Linked DNA regions of Drosophila melanogaster: regions 1, 3 and 4 are each linked to region 2. Evidence: chromatin contacts called from public Hi-C data. All regions are on one chromosome and are shown on one strand. The core of a region is the stretch at or near the end of the contact, and the rest is flanking DNA. Distances in the headings are between cores, read along the strand shown.

Region 1 (2,700 bases), core at 17-2,516, 150 kb after region 2:
ATTCCGGCCAATTCCGACAGACAGACACCTCATTGACGAACGCCAACCAGTTGGACCTGAGCACGCACACACACACACACATACACAACGAATGTATTCTTGAGCATTATTTATTGGATATTGAATGGGTCGGCCCAGCTCGCAGGATTGGGGCAGTTCAAGAGGGGAGCGTAGCCCCCACCCCCCCACCACCCTATCATCCCCCTTTCATTGGCAATTGTTATCAAGGCATTAGCACATCGGAAATGCTATACGACTATATCATACTCAAGACAAGGGCTAAACGACTATAAGTGTTCTAACGTTTGTCATATCAGTTGGGCGATTCAGTTCTTGACTTTCTATCGAAAAAACGTAATTGAAAAAAAGAAATGTATATGCTAAGTCATCGATAGCGATTAGTAAAATCAATGTAATGTCATAATGTTTAAATGTAAAAGTTATAGCATCCAGGTAACTGGTAGAGCAAATCGTAAACTTCCTCCAAGTTTATACATATATAGTAAAGGTCCCCGCTGTAGATAACCAAAATCGAGTGCCAGTAGTGCAATTTTAAAACGATCCCCAACAACCTGTAGCATCACGACATCCCCATGATCCATGTCGAGGTCAGCAGATACTATTTTATGAGCCTCAGAGAGGTCAACGATGTACATACATACATGCAAGCCCAAGTCCCGAAAACAGACAGACATACATACATATACACATCATTGTAACTGACTACATATGTAAAAATGCTTAAAATATTTGTGATAAAGTAATAATGTTAATGATAAGGAATAAAACGTAAATATATTAATGAGAATACATTGAGTTTGAATTAAAGCAATTCGAGTTGTATTTTCATTGCTGGGAGGCACAAGGTTTCCTAAATTCTTTTTTTAGCAATCTAAAAACGTTACCATATCTTCACTCATTTGAATGATTTTTTGATACCAATACAAAATTATTTTGTAGCAAAGCAGATGTTTTTGAGCTTGCAAGATAGCTCCATCGAGATTGGAATTAAGTTCTATGCTGGCTAATAAACTTATTTGAGTAAAATTTACCAAAACGAATTCTCAACACTAAAGTACTAAAGTAAAGTATGGAAATGTAGGACATGCAGATGACCGCCTTCGCAACCCCATTTATTGTTAAAAATACGTTACTATTTAAATTTGAAAAATGTGTGCCGTTCACAATGGACGCCCCGTCAGCCAGTGTTGGTAAGGGTGCGCAGCAACTGGATAGGTCAGTGTCCAAAAGGGACTAACGCGTGGCGAGCATAAACATCTGTTTGTCGGAGTCACAAAATGTAGGAAGTTTATGGTTTATAATAATTGATTGGATTGCTGGCGCAACTTTGGCGTCCCCGAAATTTGAAGTGTGTTGTGAGTGCTTAACCCACATGAGTGCAAAATTGCCATGGCAACGTGAATCGAACACGAACAGCAACACCCACACAGAGACCATTGAAGATCCGCGCATTGTGGCGCAGTATTGCATCAGCAACTGCGTAAGTGCAGCACATTGACTCCATTTTTGTTTTGCTGATGAAATCGCAGCGCGATTTTTGTTTCTTGTGAAATTCCGCTCTATGCTTGCCAAGCTTTTGTTTGTTGGTTGCATGAATTCGGTAAACGCGACAGTTACTTCCCGGAATTCAAACGGAAAGGAGCTTTCCGCGAAGCGTCCTCAATCAATTTCGAGATAGAGATAGAGAATAATAACGCAGCTGACGCGGTCAAAACAAAAGCGCTTGTGTAGAAAATCAAATGCGAAGCAAACGCGGCGAGGACAAGACGCGAAAAGCTGTCAAAACTACGCGCCGAAAAAGGAAAGGGTCTGGTCGATCAGAAATCCGCTACGCAACACAGATTGCGTATCTACATAAAACGTAATAATTTAATTGTGTGGGAGTTATCTCACAATTAAGAAGGTTCGTTTTTAAACTAAGTTTCCTTATTTGAACAACAATCGTAGAACTAAAGAGGTGTGTTTGAATTGTGGAAAGCCAAGCATTAATTGTTGAATAAAATTATCAAACGTCGCGGCTTCGCATCAAAATCGTGAAAAAGTTAACTTTTATAGTTCCAGTGTCGAAGGACGTAATGGCGTGTGACGTAATTAAACATTGTATATCCTGCCTTCTAATTGCAAAAATAAAGTAATTAGAATTAAAACCTATAAATTTACCATTTATCGTTAGCTTTAGTAATTAAATAGGTTCGTAATAACATCCCGCATTAAATATTTAGGTAACTTTCTTCTTGTGGAAATTCACTAAGTTAATTTTTTTAAGCTCAACCCCCACTTGCTAAACAAAAAATACGTTCCATGAAAGAACTCAAACGCCCTAGGGTAAGGTATTGCGAAAGCTTTTGAAGTATTCAGGTGCTTGTTCTTCGGTCAACAAAGCAAAACAATCGGGAGCAGGTTATAAACAAAATCGAAAGGCACCCAAAAGCGGAGAGCACAAGTACGCACACAACTACGAACTACAACTACAAAGCACAGCACTCAGAACCCAGATAGCCGAACGAACAACAAATTCGACCTGGGCAAATGAAAAGCGCAGCCAAAATCGATATTTTGTGCCAGCGTCGCGCGCAAATAGGAGCTGCTTTAGCGCTTAATATCTCGAATAAACTCGAGCGGATTGGTTTGATTAGTGAGCCAAATATAGGGATTATCTGGTAAGATGTTTGGAACTTG
Region 2 (2,700 bases), core at 168-2,667:
ATTAATAAGAAACGTATTACTTACCGGTTTTTCATATTTCACTTTAAGAAATTGAGCAAAATCCACTTGACACGTTCTACAATCAAATGCAAATTCAGTGTTCGAAACTTTGCTAGAAGAAGGCTGTAACATTTATTCTTGTATTTTTGAACACTCCCAAGGAAAAGTGCGGCAGGGAATTTTAGTACTGAAGAAGGACATATGAACTGGATGTTTGGGTGGCTACGTGTTATCTGCTATTTTTGTCTTTATCAATTGATTTGTTAAAAATGTCACACAGCAACTCCACCTTTTGGAGAGGGTTCTCTCCGAATTTTAAAACCGATTGACCATGGCCTTTACAGTACAATTACGATATACGATAGTTCGTGGTAAGATATTTAAATAAAGTACAGTGAGGTAGTTGGTAAATTTGTAAGAGCTTACAGATACTCATTTTCATTAAAGTGCCGTAAATTTCAATTTTTGGCATTTTGAAAAATAAGTGCATTCTTTACTGGTGTTAATATATGTGGCTACTTAATCCTCCATAGATGCCATTTTATTTTCCAGCATAATATCTATATTTAGCTATTTCCAATCATAACTATGATTCTTTCAATTTAATTCGCTAAAACTCGAGTGAAATTTTCGATTTCTTTCAGACTCATTTTTTAGATGTAAGCAATAAAATTATGTGTAAATTATAAGATTTCTTTAATAAGTATTACTTTTTATAGACTTGAAATGGTCAACAAGCAAGTTCTATGAAATTTTGAAATTAATGATGAAAATTCTGTGTGTTGTACAATATTATATTTTCTTATAAATAATAGGATATATTTTTCCTTTCAGAATATTGAGCCAACCTTATTTTAATTCTTTAAAATATTAGTAAAAATGATGCGAGATTTGCGCTTTTGGTAGATTTCAAAAAATTTGTATTAATTGAAAATGTTAAATAAACCACAAATGGGGTGAGTCTTTGCTAAATGCTCAACACAGAAAGTTGTTTTATGCTTATATTTGTTAAGGTATATTTACTAATCTCCGCACAGACTACGTTTTGGTAGGCTAGGAAATTTAAGACATTTCCGAATATTAGGAGTACGGACCGACGACGAGATACATTTAAAGTTCGTTTCAGCAGAATCTTAAATATTAAAAACTTAGCGGGCAAGTAAATACACCGCGTTCAGCTGATTATCGATAGCTAGGAAATTTAAGACATTTCCGAATATTAGGAGTACGGACCGACGACGAGATATATTTAAAGTTCGTTTCAGCAGAATCTTAAATATTAAAAACTTAGCGGGCAAGTAAATACACCGCGTTCAGCTGATTATCGATAGCAACCAGGTGGTCACTCTAATAGACGTTTTCATGCGAGCCCGCTGCGGTCACACCAACTTCTCGACCGATTTTTCCCCTCCATCTAGGGTCACTCTAATTTTGGACGAGGTTAGGTAAGACACGCGCGGATGCCGCGCTGCGTAGGATAAATCCGTCATTAGCATAACCGCATTGAAGCTAAGTCTTCGGGAAAATGCTTAAGCTTGTGCAATACATAGCCCCCCGGGTGGGCGGCGCCACGCCCCGACCGACTGCCTGCGGCTGGGGCAACTTGCTATTGATTTCCCCGAGAAGTGGCGCGAGCTCCGAGAAATGTATAACGCAACGTCGCCATTTTCTTTTCTCCTCCGCCAGCAGCAGCGGCACTTTCGCTTCTTCTTCTTCGCTCTGCACCGAACAACGACAACAGTTCCACGGGAGTCGCAGGAATCGTGAGACAATACTGTTCCCAAGCACATATAGTAGTCTCCAAGCTCAGTCGCAGCGTGCGTTTCGAGACAGCTCGAAACCAGATTCAGACGACTACGTAGATTCCATCCCGAAAGCAGAGCAGCGGACGAGGACGAGGAAATCGCTTTTCAACGATCCCGACGAAAGAACTGAGGAAATCAAAATTGAAGGAGTAATGTGAGTACGCCGCAAGATTTCATATGAAATGCGTTGGTTTTTTCCACTCACTGTCGCCATTTTATCACCCTTCGTGCCATTCCTCTTTTTTTTTTTTTTTTTCTGTACACCTACGAAGCGAGGTGATGAGTAATTAGTGTGAGCGAAAGAGAGAGTTTGGGGAGAGAGAGAAAAACACATGGTTTGCTAAATTTTGTCAGTCGGAGGTGAGGTTTTCAGCCATTTGTTGTTTTTTTCTTTGTGTTTGCCCCCGCACATCCGCAAAGGAGTAGCAAAAGCAACAAGAACGACAGCGCACGTCATAAAAAGAATTTGCCTGATTTGTGAAACGTGTTCTTGCTTCGTTTGCTATTTTATAGCGTTTTAATTTGTCTGTATGCCCCGAACATGAACACGCGCACTCACACAGCGGCACATACGGACTTGCTTGTATGCGTGAATGCCTGTTGACGGCGGCATTTTCTCGTGCTCGTAGAACAGTTCGAACAGTGTGTGCGAGCGTATAACAGTCGGCGGCTGTCACTGACTAGCGCCGTCCTGCTCACTCGCCAGCATGCCTTTCCATCACATTCTTTCCATGGCTCACACGAGGTTTTGTAGAGATATCGCGATGTTTTTGGTATTGGCAATTTTATAATTTGATGTAACCATCCCGACATAGATTTATACTTACTATGCTTAATTTGGGAAGTGAATGGGGTTAATGGTTTGCTTCGTTTGGTTATCTAATGCGTACATTGA
Region 3 (2,700 bases), core at 11-2,510, 180 kb after region 2:
CGATTCCGAGCGGATCGAACAGGTGGTGCACGGTCCAAATGGGACAGATCTATCACTTCTACTGGACTCGCTACGGAAAAAGTAAGAAACGGTATTCGGTTTATTGCTAGCTCTATCCGCGAAAGCTATCTGGTTTTCACAAAATTTTAAAAAATATAGATAAATTTTGCCTTCAAAAGTAAGTAACCCGGCAGGGTTATAGAAAGAACTATGTCATTGGTTATTGTGGAATTAAAAACATTGTTCATTGTGAAACCCAGATGCGTTCATTTTGATCTGCACTTACTTCTGCGGCGAATTCTACGAGTTGTTGGCGTTGAGGTTCTCGTGGCGAAGGTGTCAATCTGTGCCACAACTTCCTCGCAGTAGCGATTCACTGAAATATGAAACAATTAACAGAAAACTTCGTAATGATTATGGAGTGACATACTGCGATCCAACTCTGCTTCCATCTGGATCACATCCTGGGTAAGTGATCTGATCTGCGAATGAGCATCTTCAGTCGAGACAGACAAGTTAGCCATATTTAAGGGGTTATTGCTTTGCGGTGACTGCAGTTGGTTTGAAGCTTCTCCGACTGAAGATTCGCTGGTATTGGTGGCTGAAGATGAGTCTGATTCCACAGATAAATCACGCTCCACTGGGGATGGGCGTTCCAAGGACGAATGGGAATCAGCGGATGAATCAGATTCCGCGGATGACTGAGATTCCACGGATGTATTGTGTCCCGAATTGGATTCTATGGATGAATGGGAGTCCACAGAAGAGTCGGATACACTGGAATTGGAGCTCGAACTGGATACGTTGCTGTCCGCTGACTGATCAAGAATGGATGAGTTCTACTAAATAAATCAATCATAAATCGGAATTAACTAGTTTAAAGTCCAGGGTATACTTACAAAACGGAAAATAGTCGAATCTGACATTGTTCGAGCAACAAATGACCAGGAAACTTGTGAAATGATTTCGTAGTAAAGACAAAAGCAGGTGAACCCAGATATACATGTGCTTTAGTGCAGATTGAAATGTGCAAAATAGTTTCCTCCTTTCACGCGACCATTCGGTTATTTTAAAGATGACACTTTACGGACATTCGGGAACAAGGATTTAAGATCGACTATCGATTTTTGCGGTATTATACAATGCTGTTTAGAATGACACTTGTAATTCAATAAAAATCAATAATTTATTAAAAATAAAATTTCCGTTTCGGCGAAATTCTTTGATAACAAAATAATTATAAGAAATGTATATAAATATGTCGACATTACAAAACCATACCATCACTATGTAAACGATATTTTTTAGGCGATTAAATGCCATCGATATATACCGTGCCGTGGTAGTGTTAGAAAATTGCGGGAATTAACGTTAAATGCACGTCACCAAAGCAGAATAATAGAATATTTTCGAAACAAAACAAAGTTGGAGACATGGACAAGGATGCGTTTACATTACAGGCCATACGGCAGGACCTTATCGATAACAATCTGCAGGCTAAGGCAATAATACACGTAAGTCTCCGCTATCTGAAGAGAAACCCTCATTACCGAGCTTCTGTTTTTAGGACATCCTGAACAGCCGCACCTCCATCGCCGAACTCGAGGAGCTGAACGAAGCGGGCCGCTCCAAACTGTCTGCTATCCGCAAAAGCATCGAGCGGCTGGACGACTGGGCGCGGGACACGGCAGACTCTGCGCTGGCCAATGAAGTGGACGACCACCGTGATCAGTTCTCCAAAACGCTGCAGGCGTTCCGAAAAGCAAACGTGTCCACGATGCTGGAGATCGAGAAGGCCAATCGGGAGGAGTTAATGGCCATTACCGGCGAGAGTGAGCTACGCCAACGAACCACAACACGGGCGCGGCACAACCAGGGCAGTCTGGTTTCGCAGGAGAACGACGTGACCGAGAAGATGCTGGCTATATCGCGGCACCTCTCGGAGACCACCCAGAAGAGCGCCATCACCCTGGAAACGCTCGTGGCCTCGTCGCAAAATGTGGAGGCCACCAGCGACGAACTGCACCACACGGCCGGCAGCATTAGCATGTCCGGCAAGCTGCTCAAAAAGTACGGACGACGCGAGTGCACTGACAAAATGCTGCTCTTCTTCGCCTTCTCCTTGTTCCTCGCCTGTGTCTTTTACATCGTCCAAAAGCGACTCTTCTAAGACTCCACAAATGGACAAAACCCGTTCCCAAAATAGCTTAAGGTTGTCGCTTCTGTTGTCTAGGTATAGCTAGATTAAGCTTAGCACATGACCATACCTTGTAAGCACAGCTCCTATATTTATATTATTTAGTGATTTGCCTAAGTTGTAAACGTGGTACAGCCAAAGACCCTAGAATAACAAGATGCGTAACGCCATACGATTTTTTGGCACACGATTTTTTGGCCGTGGCTCTAGAGGTGGCTCCAGGCTCTCTCGAATTTTTGTTAGAGAGCGAGAGAGCGAAGAGCGCTACAGCGAACAGCTCTTTTCAACGCACAAAGTGATAGCAGACATCTGTATGTGTGCACACGTATTCACATGCATTGTAAATTTGACAAAATATGCCCTTCACCTTAGAAGTTCTTTGGCTTTAAATCTATATTATTTTTTATCAATTGGCACCATGCGAAAAATTCTTGTTTTGCATTGCCTTAACGTTATTATTATTTGAAAATAGATTAGAAATAGTCAAATCTATGTACATATTA
Region 4 (2,700 bases), core at 117-2,616, 250 kb after region 2:
GTGGCCCAATCCATTCTGCTGTTCTGCAAGGGACAGGGGCTGCTCACGTCGGTGGTGATGCCAGGCGTGGATCGCGGACGCGCCTTCTCCACGGCTAGCTCCGGATCGCTGGAGGGGGCCAACGGATCGCGGCGCCTGTCGCGCGGCATCTCGATGGAGGATTATGACAAGCCCAACATCCGCCGGCTCAGCATCATGAACAGTGAGTTGCCCAAGAAGGAGTAAATTAGACGAGACCACGCCACGCCCACGTTGGTAGATTAAGCTTGATTGCGTATTTAAACTACTTAAACTGGTAAAATACCTTTAGTCTGAGCAAAACGTATATGTGTGAACCCAGAGCCAAACAATCATCCCAAGTGTAACCGCTTTTCCGCGGATTTTAGGCCAAATTCTAATTAGTAATCGCTTAAAGTTTTTAAAGAGTAGCAAACCCAACAACAACACATTGACCATCCGAATCCGAATGGACGGAAATAAGCCGAAAACTGTATTTACACTGTGTACTTAGGATTAGTCTTATGTATGTAACCCCAAGAAGCCCACCTAAGAATCTGAAACAATGTTCAAACATCCATATCTAAATCTTCAACTCGACCGAACTTATCACAACTGCTAAACACGAACTATAAAACGCAATCTATTTAATACCTCCGAATAGTAAACTGTACCTAAACACGTAGAAACTAGAATGGAAAAATCCCAAATGTTACTCCTCTACTCTGTCACCCTTCAACTTTCTAAACTTTCTATAGTGAACAGTCTCAAATGTTGCTATTTTAGTAAATAAAAGAAAAACAGAAAAAATCATATACAAAGTTCGAACAGTCTAAGTTGAGACCAGCTTTGCGAAAGATGCACACGGATTATATATACTCGTATGTATGTGTAAACAATCAAAACCAAAAGCAATTCGAAAACCAAAGAATATTAATTGTCATGTAGGTGTCATGCGTTTTTCAAAGCGAGTATTAAAAATTGTTTTATCGCATTGGCTTTAGCTTAACATTTAGTGAAGACATTTAAGTCGACCAAGCACTCAGATAAGTAGATGCAACTACACCGTTACACAATAAAGTTAAATGAAAACGCCTATGCTGAGTTTTAATTTGTTACTAAATATCTTACACATTTTGCATGGCTGTCAAATTATCGGATGTTTTGGTGGGCCCACCTTTTCACTCATAATTGCTGGCTTTATTCATTTAAATCATGTGCATTAAGCCCACTAAATAACTTTCATTTTATTCTTAAACGTGACTTTGAAAACGTTGTTTTTGGGCGCTTAATATTGAAAATTCAAAAATAGAATAGAACGCCCATCTCTACAAAATTGTCCATCACTAATCCAAACGATAGTTTGACAAGCCTGTGGTATTTCTTGCACTGCTCAAATGGTCACTCTGGTGCTTAAGTGCTTATTTTAACAACAAATTTACGAGCAGTTGCTGGAAAATAATGTTGATACTGAGCTAACCTGTGTCCCTTTTTGACCCGTCGCCCACCAACCAGCCAAGCACATCTTCTCCTTCAACAACGTGTACATGGACGCCCCACCGCCCACGAAGCCCCCTAGGGGTGTGAAGTACGGCAAGGATGAGGTAAATTTCTTCAAGCCCTCGCTGAAAATGGTGTTCATCTCGCGTCACAGTTTTTCCAAGCAATAAACCCATCTGGAACCGCGCCTGCTTGTGTTTTCCTTCGTAGATAATAGTTTTTTAGGGGCCGTTTGCCTGTCCCAAAGTTGCGGGTCCAAAGTTGATGACGACACCATCTGGTTGTTGTTGCTGCCGCACGCCCTCTTTTCGCTTAGCGATATTGCTTTTCTTAGATAAACCATGAGTAATTCCCGGTGGCCGGCTTACTTTTGCAGTCCGCAGGATGTGGCTTCCTGGTCAACGTCATCAAGTCCCTGGGATTCAGCGAGACCACCGAGGAGCGCCAGAAGGAGAAGCAGAAGATCGAGGCGGAATTCAAGCGCTCGGATCTGCGCTTGAACGAGCTGGTCTCGCGGCACGACCAGCAGCTTACCCAGGTGCTGCCCCTGTTCAGCCAGGTGTCCTCGGAGGTGACGGCCAGCCGGGAGCGGATTCATGCAGTCAAGGAGAACCTTGGTGTCTGCAAGCGGCTGCTGCAGTGCCGGCGCGATGAGCTCCGGAAGATGTGGATGGATGCGGTGCAGCACAAGTACGTTCTGGAGATGCTGGAGCAAATGTAGGTCACGCTGCCCTTGTTGTTCATTGAAACGCGCTAACTATATCGTTCCTTTACAGCCAGGAGCTGCGCAAAGTGCCTCAAAGGGTGGTGGGCTACACCGCCAAACGACAGTATCTGCACGCCAGCAAGGCCCTAACTGATGCCCTGACCACCCTCAATGGACCCTTACAGGCCGTCGAGGGCTTGTCAGATTTGCGAACTGACCTGCAAACCCGACGCCAGCAGCTGTATCAGCGGCTGCACGAGGAACTGGTCACCCAGGTGTACACCAACTCGGCCAACGAGGCCCTCTCTTCGTTCCAACGCACCAACTCCAGTAGGCTGAATTCCAGTTTTACTCGGGGAATAGGTGCTCGTCGCTCTACGGATCGCATCGAGGCCAATGCTCGAGTGCGCAAAGCGCTGGCCGAAATGGCGCAGAGCTTCGATTTGGACAAGGCAGAGGTTATCGAAGACGCAGATCTCATTTACCCGGAGCTGAGC

What was found. Hi-C and Micro-C count contacts between places; a contact is called where the count stands out from the background.
Region 1: a Hi-C map of the Kc167 cell line shows a contact between it and region 2, with 1.8 times the contacts expected there. The contact joins the promoter of CG2017 here to the promoter of Rm62 in region 2. A contact is called at or near these places in 23 of 107 Hi-C or Micro-C datasets (the Clone 8 cell line, the D17-c3 cell line, the Kc167 cell line and 10 more) and 5 of 6 datasets of contacts at active chromatin or transcription factors (the Kc167 cell line and the S2 cell line).
Region 3: a Hi-C map of the Kc167 cell line shows a contact between it and region 2, with 3 times the contacts expected there. The contact joins the promoter of dgrn here to the promoter of Rm62 in region 2. A contact is called at or near these places in 5 of 107 Hi-C or Micro-C datasets (the D17-c3 cell line, the Kc167 cell line, the ML-DmBG3-c2 cell line and 1 more) and 1 of 6 datasets of contacts at active chromatin or transcription factors (the S2 cell line).
Region 4: a contact with region 2 is called in a Hi-C map of the Kc167 cell line, with 2.3 times the contacts expected there. The contact joins the promoter of Sec8 here to the promoter of Rm62 in region 2. A contact is called at or near these places in 7 of 107 Hi-C or Micro-C datasets (the D17-c3 cell line, the Kc167 cell line, the S2 cell line and 2 more).

What each region holds. Positions count from the first base shown.
Region 1 is chr3R:5,860,971-5,863,670 of dm6, reverse strand. It overlaps CG2017, which reads left to right and starts at 1,266. Exons shown (of 4, transcript NM_169117.2): 1 at 1,266-1,300. It overlaps side-III (sidestep III), which reads left to right. Exons shown (of 18, transcript NM_001043216.2): 18 at 1-806.
Region 2 is chr3R:6,007,296-6,009,995 of dm6, reverse strand. Rm62 (Rm62,) reads left to right here and starts at 1,417. Exons shown (of 7, transcript NM_001260010.1): 1 at 1,417-1,445; 2 at 1,690-1,959. The coding sequence starts at 1,958.
Region 3 is chr3R:5,823,175-5,825,874 of dm6, reverse strand. It overlaps dgrn (degringolade), which reads right to left and starts at 1,260. Exons shown (of 4, transcript NM_169112.2): 1 at 900-1,260; 2 at 431-818; 3 at 287-376; 4 at 1-70. The coding sequence starts at 926. It overlaps Sec20 (Secretory 20), which reads left to right and starts at 1,371. Exons shown (of 2, transcript NM_141338.3): 1 at 1,371-1,514; 2 at 1,568-2,700. The coding sequence starts at 1,434. The coding sequence ends at 2,170.
Region 4 is chr3R:5,757,663-5,760,362 of dm6, reverse strand. It overlaps Sec8 (Secretory 8), which reads left to right and starts at 1,366. Exons shown (of 9, transcript NM_169098.4): 1 at 1,366-1,601; 2 at 1,874-2,214; 3 at 2,274-2,700. The coding sequence starts at 1,545. It overlaps CG2082, which reads left to right. Exons shown (of 9, transcript NM_001260006.1): 8 at 1-202; 9 at 1,513-1,683. The coding sequence ends at 1,667.